Linked DNA regions of Mus musculus: region 2 is linked to region 1. A link is a contact called in public Hi-C data. All regions are on one chromosome and are shown on one strand. The core of a region is the stretch at or near the end of the contact, and the rest is flanking DNA. Distances in the headings are between cores, read along the strand shown.

Region 1 (3,254 bases), core at 617-3,116:
TTCTCTGGATCCTGGAGATCGAGCTCACGTGTTAAGAAGTGTATTTCTCATTTGTGGGAAATTAAGCTTTGTGGGGCACGAGGCTCCTAGTGGAACAGACAGGACGGCCGGGAAGGTAGATATCCCTACCAAACTGGCGGAGCAATCGGCCTTGCGTGCAACTTCCGGTGCCACGTGTCTGTGGCACCAAGGAGGATGTGATGACGGAGGACAGGGACAGGGAATCCAGAGCAGTGGCAAAGTGTCAAACTTCGATTCTAACCCAAGAGGGAAGCCAAGGGGGCAGGAGGTGTGAATCAGTGGACAGAATGCTTGCTTACCACGCATTCAGGAGGTGGAGGCAGGAAGGTCAGGAGAACTAAGTCACCTGCAGCTACAAAATAGAGGCCAGCTGGGGCTACATGAGACCCTGTCTCAAAGAAAACCAAGCAACCAACCAAAAAAATGCAAGTCCTAGGTTTGACCTACTGATGCCTTACACTTTTCAAAATAAAACATTCTATTTTAGATTTTAAAAAAAAAATCTGTTCTATGTACGAATGTTTGCCTGTATGTATGTCTGTGTACCACAGGTGTGTCTGAGTAGGGAGGGTGTTGGCTCTCTTGAGCTGGAGTTATGGATGGTTGTAAGCTTCCATGTGGGTGCTGGGAACTGAACCCTCGTCCCCTGGAAGAGCAACCAGTGCTCTAACTGCTGAGCCATCTTTCCAGTTCCCTAACAAACTATTCTAAAAATAAAAACAAAACCAAAACAGATCACCCAAAAGCCAACAGAAGTAGTCTGAATAAAGTCAGAAAGTAGGGTAGTTACCCACACAAGTGGGAAGGATGGTTAAAACAGTTACGAAAGAATTCTTTGGTAATGTCAACAAAAGACATACCGACAGAAGACTGTTCCGGGCCAACAAAGGCAAATTTCCAGTTCAATTCTTTCTCACACCTATATCCTTGAATGTGTCCAAGCCGATTTGTCCTTTAGTTTTCTGTAGCTTCAGGAAGCTACATTACAAAAGTGTAGCGAAATCCAGTGAAGACACATACTTGTGTTTTGGGGGATGGTGGGTATGGAGACTAGAACCTTGTCAGGCAAGGACTATACCTCTGTGCAACATGCGCCCCCCCCCCCCCCCCCCGCAATGAAGATGCTTTTTGAAGTAGCACCTGCAAGACCTCTAGTACGGCATATTGTCTTAGAGTGCTAAAGATATCTTATCTTGAGAATAACCTGTTTCCTAACTTAAATTGCAGTCTGATAGACAAGGAAAAAATAGAAATGTCTGCAATATTTTGGTGTCTTACAGCACAAGATATTCGCGGGATTATGCAACTGTCCCCCGCACACTCAACAGCTGTTAACTCTTCTTTGTTGTTGTTTTGTTTTTGTCTCTCCTCCCCAACAAGGCGCTACCAGATCACATGTTTACAGGCCGGCATAAGCGGAAACCTGGCGGCCGCTGGAGGGGAGCAAGAAGCACTTTGGCCCCTTTGCTTATTGACTCGGATCGGGTACCCCTCCGACCCTGAATTGCTTCAGTCCCGCCAGCGCCACAGGCACCTCCGTCCCGACCCACAGCACTACAGCGGCTACCTGTCCCCCCGACCCCGCAGCCACTCCTTCAAGGCGCCCACGGCCGGGAACCACCCGCCCGCCAGGAACGCTGCCACTAGCAATCACTCGGTGGTCCCGCAGCTCACCCGCTTCGGTCTGCCGGGCGCCCGGCAGGAGCGGGGTGCTGTCCGAGCTCTCCTCATCGTCGTTTCCCGCCGGACCCCGAAGCAGGGGCCTCATAACGCCTGGAGAGCAGATGTGCCGGCGTCGTTGCTTGGCCAACCTAGCTCTCGGCAGGACAGCCCTTCGCCGTGCTGGCTGGGCGGGGCAGGATATTGCCCCGCCCCAGGACACGCCCATATCTGGTTGCCTGTTCCTAAGGCGCCATTTTAGTTTCGGGCAATTTCCCGCTGTGGGCAGGGTTGGGTTGGGCGTGGCGTTTGCGCTGTGCAAGATGTGTGTCACCAGCGGTAGGGAGCCCAGGACTCTGTTACACTAGTAAAAGCCCGGGCATTGGACAGCCTGAAGGCGGCGATGGGGTTTGCATCTCGCAGTGATAGGGAGCTAGGGAAATGGGCAGGGACTATTTGCCTTCTAAATGTCTATAATAGTTTTCAGTCTTTGTCCGTTTTGTGACAGCATATGGCTTTTGAAAAGTAGCAAAGGAAATCATGTTTTGTCCGACGAAATTGACTGTTTCAGAGGTGAACCCCAATGTAGGCAGCTGCCTTTTCTCTTTAGGAAGATACTGTTGATTGTACCCAGGGCCTCACACATATTAGACTAACGCTGATACATACCATTGACCTACATCCCCAGCGGGCAGGCCACGTGATGTATGAGCGTGGGGGAGTTTTCTCTGTAAATCTAATTTGGACAGATTTTCCCTACTGCTGACTCTAAGAAAGAGGAACTAGGAAAATGCTTCAGTCAGCCTTGGTGGGGCCATCGGGCCTCTGAGTAATAAAAGCCATATCTGCAGACCGATGGAAAAGACAGATGTGGTAGACGCCCTTAGAGATTTCCACGCAGACCAAGGAAGAGCAGAGGCTCAGAAAGTCAGGTGAGGCCCCTGTCTAGAAGAAGGGCTGACTGAGATTTACTAAAGATATCCCTAACTCTTGGGCCAGTAAATGCTGATGGGCAAGTTTTCAAAAAGACAGCTGTAGAGATAAAGCCCTTGAGTTTGTGCATACCCGCCTGGCAAATTCTTATAAAATGTATGTACAAACAGCACTTCTGGTGTGGTTAATTTGATGTGTCAGTTTGCTTGTCCTCCATGTGAGTGGATTTCAATTTGTTTGAAGGTTTGATTAGAACAAAAAGATCAGCTTCAAGCCGGGCGTGGTGGCGACACCTTTAATCCCAGCACTCGGGAGGCAGAGGCAGGCAGATTTCTGAGTTCGAGGCCAGCCTGGTCTACAGAGTGAGTTCTAGGACAGCCAGGGCTACACAGAGAAACCCTGTCTCAAAAAAACAAAAACAAACAAACAAACAAACCCAGCTTCCCTAACTCATCCCCTTGTACCCACCCCCCCACCCCTGAACTCCTCCAACAGACGGCTTCAGATTTCATTAGCCTCGGGGTTCTCATCTTTCTGCACCTCTGCTATCCTGTGTGAGCCAATAGGTTTGTTCAACACTGTATCTCCTCTCCTTTATTGCTAAGATCATCCTTTTTGGCAGGGACAGCCAAGGGAATCTT
Region 2 (3,466 bases), core at 879-3,378, 46 kb after region 1:
TGAATTTATATATCTTTCAAAGTTTTCCTTTTTTACCAAGTCTAGTTCCTGATACGGTCTTTCAGTTTCACTTAAGTTCAGTACAGAATATAAACATCCCGTGAGAAGTGAACGCTTAGTAAACATAGAGTGTTCCTGTACAACCGTGTTTATACCCAGCTGTGACATCAGCATGTCAGAGTCACCTGCATTCTTCTGTTATTGCAGCACCACACATAAGAGTTGAGGTGGCAACAACCTAAGTGTCCATTAACAGATAAGTGGGTAAGGAAACATAGTGTATATATTCACAGTGGAATACTGTTTGACTCTGAGAAAGGCAACCCTGCCACTTGCAATGAGGGTGAATTTGAGGACATGGTATGATTTCACTATATGTAGTTTTGAAAAGTTGAAGTTTAAGAAAAGGAGACTAAACTGCTGGTTATCCAGCTAGGGGCTTCATGGGAGATGTTGGTCAAAGAATAAAAAAAAGGCTAGTTAGACAAGAGGAATAAATACCAGTGTTCATCATGGCTCCGACTCCTAGTGACATTTTTATGTACTTGAGAATTGCCAATAGGGTAAGAGGTAGTTGCTCTAGCAGCAACTCTGAGTATCTGTGAGGCGGTGCGTCTCAAGTTAGCCACCCCACAGGTTATACACGTGTCAAAACATCATACTGTACATCATAAATTTAAGTTTTCCCCTGTTAAATAAGATAATAAGAAACATAAAAAGGATAACAGTCAGATTAGACCCATCTTACAATCACCGGCTCCCAGCTTGGCTCAGCCCAGCCAGCTCTGGCTTTGGTAGGGTCACAGTGTCCTGCTCTGCTGTGCATTCTCTGTCCTGGCTCTTCCCTCCCCCCCCCCCCCGACCGACTCCTATCCCACCGCACTAGAGATCAGTGCTAACTTCCCAGGCACCCCTTCGAAGTGCTCCCGCCTCTGTCTTCCAACATCCAATCAACTCTCTTCACGTTTTCCACATTTTGTTCAGTGTCCTATTATGTCAGACTCCCTCTCTTTGCAGGAGTGCTTATAAGTAGCTGCTCCATGCTGGCTGGTAATCAGTGATGGGGAATTGCCTGGGGATCCTGCAAACCTATTTCCTGTCCCTTGACTTCACTGGAAGACAGCTGTTTAAAATGGATGTGTACACATCTGGGAATATACACGATTGTTTCATAATGTGAAGTTAGAAAATATACTAATTTTCACTTATTTTATTTTTGAGGCAGGTTTTTGATATGCAGCCCAGGCTGGTGTTGGATGCATGGTGTAGTCCAGGCTAGACCCAGACTCAAGATGATCTTCCCACTTTAGCCTCCCAGATGCTCCCAGGTGTGAGCCATCACTCAGCTACTTCTATTTTTTTTTTTTTGAGCATGATTAAGCAATTCAGGCTCTTGATATTTAATATCTTGAATGAGGAAGTATACATATCCCACTTTAAAAATGTAGATTGATATTGGTGATATATGTCACAAGCTTTACTGATGGTATGTTTCCTCATAAACAACTGGGGAATGTTGCTATAGAGACAAGCTGACATCCTGGTAGACACCTCTCTAAGCTTTCTGGTACTCTGATGACCTTCAAGTGCTTCTTGTGTGTCTGTATATTACAGGTAACAACAGCCTCCCCACAAAACACTGTGTATGTTTGGAACAATGATCAGCACTTTCCTTTTATGGATGAAACTAGTGAGCTGTAGAAACAGGTCCAAGGACAGGCAGGGCAGGAGAAGAGCAAATTCATGACAGAACCCTGTGTGTGGTGTGAGTTCAGAGCCTGTTGTTAATTCTTACTCTGTACTGGGCCATCTTGTATTTCCCTGCTCTCACATGGTAGACTCAATATGTCTTCATCTGAGAGAGACACTGTGGCTCCTTCAATAGATAGTTCTTCAATAAAGGGTCTACTTTCACATGTGATGGGAATGTTGGATAAGGTCTTTGGCAATTTTAACTCGAAACTCTTTTTCCTTGAAGTAAATGGGTTTGATGAAAAATTGGCATGCGTTGAACCATCGGTCCTATTTTTAGAAAGTGCACATGAGAAATAGTCTGGACCAGCCTGACCCTTGTGAATCACTGCTGAGGCCTGGCTCACCCTGGCATGACTAATGCCTCCCTTTATCATGAGTGTCTGAGAGCATGAAGAGTGAACCACATGGGGGACAGATCTCAGGGCAGAGCACAAGCCAGATACCATGTAGCCCTGGGTGCAATCTCCTGTACTACAACCCCCAAGAGAAATGGAACAATAACAACATCCCCTCCCTGAGCTCCAATCCCCAGATTCTCTGGTCCTCTTTGAAGCCTCCCTCAAACCCTGGAACCTTAACAGCGGCAAGAGCAGCTCTGGTGAGAATAGAACTGGGGACCGGTAGAACTTGCTGGAATTTCATCCCTGGTTGATCACCTTTCAATTTTGAGCTTCTCCATAAGGATGGTCTACAAGTTCTTGGTTATTTGGGGGAATGAATAAAGCTATTTTGGTTTGGCCAAGGAAGTTGATGGTTCTATCCATAGCGAAAGAAATTCTTGTTAAATCTTGACAAATACCTTTCCTTTCTTGTTGTCCTTTTAGGCCATTTCAAGACTCTCGTTCTTCCGGCAGTAAGTATTCATTTAAATTATTTGGCTTCAATAAAGAAATAAATGCCAAAAATTGGCTTCAGAAATACATTGCAAGCTGGGTGTAGTGCTGTACATCTTTAATCTTAACACTTGGGGTGAAGGGAGGGCAGAGGAAGACAGATCTCTGAGTTCCAAGCCAGCCAGGGCTACATAGAGAAACCCTGTTTCCAAAAACCAAAAAAACTAACCAAAAAACCAAACCAACTCTCCCCGCCCCCCGAAAATCTCAAAACAACAACAACGAAAGAAATATATTATAACGATGACATACCTTTTTACTGGCTCTTAATTACATCACTTGTAAGTTTTACTTGAGTTTACTGTACTTTTTAAGAGCAACCTTAACTTTAGAGAGATTGGCTATTATGTTCTTGAAACTCCTTGCAGGGAGTTTTCTTCAATTAACTGGACCATTAGATCACTTTATTGTGTTTGGCCCTATTCCTGCATTAATACTTTTCTTTCTTTTCTTTGTTTCTTTTTAAAGACGAGGTCTCACTATGTAGCCAAGTATCTCCGGCTGGCCATGAATGTATAGAGATTTCCCCGCTTCTGTCTCTTTAGTGCTGGATTAAAGCCATGCACTGCCAACCACACCCGGTGACTTTTAAATTAACGTTTTAAAACGACACATACTAGTTTTCACGTTAAACGTTAACATGTGTTTCATTTTTTTTGTTTTAAATGTATTTCATGTTTTTTTTCATACCTGCATGTACTCTATTTTGATCGTTAGCCTTTCATTACCCTCTCTTGTCCCCTCCTATCCCTGCTGACCCCTTTCCTGTTCTCAACTCGTTTTCCCTTTATTTCCAGGCCTTATTTTGGTATCCCAGT

The links. A called contact is a pair of places that touch in the nucleus more often than the background predicts.
Region 2: a Hi-C map of pancreatic cancer cells shows a contact between it and region 1, with 2.4 times the contacts expected there. The contact joins the enhancer-like site here to the promoter of Slc17a5 in region 1. A contact is called at or near these places in 2 of 39 promoter capture datasets (3T3-L1-derived adipocytes and maxillary cranial neural crest), 2 of 15 datasets of contacts at CTCF or cohesin (CD8 T cells and the NIH/3T3 cell line), 41 of 484 Hi-C or Micro-C datasets (the Ba/F3 cell line, the C2C12 cell line, the C3H10T1/2 cell line and 25 more), 6 of 115 datasets of contacts at active chromatin or transcription factors (bone marrow-derived dendritic cells, bone marrow-derived macrophages, a colorectal cancer cell line and 3 more) and 1 of 9 other capture datasets (bone marrow-derived macrophages).

Annotation. Positions count from the first base shown.
Region 1 is chr9:78,586,179-78,589,432 of GRCm38.p6, forward strand. Slc17a5 (solute carrier family 17 (anion/sugar transporter), member 5) reads right to left here and starts at 1,867. Exons shown (of 11, transcript NM_172773.3): 1 at 1,696-1,867. The coding sequence starts at 1,789.
Region 2 is chr9:78,632,068-78,635,533 of GRCm38.p6, forward strand. It overlaps Cd109 (CD109 antigen), which reads left to right. Exons shown (of 33, transcript NM_153098.3): 3 at 2,580-2,608. Among named protein-coding and RNA genes, the nearest start is that of Cd109, 18 kb to the left of the region's middle. Within about 2 kb of position 2,129, at least 45 of the 459 cell types and tissues checked have an H3K27ac peak or open chromatin away from gene starts, as enhancers often do. A contact at or near this core is called in the C2C12 cell line, the C3H10T1/2 cell line, the HL-1 cell line and 10 more, where this site is marked.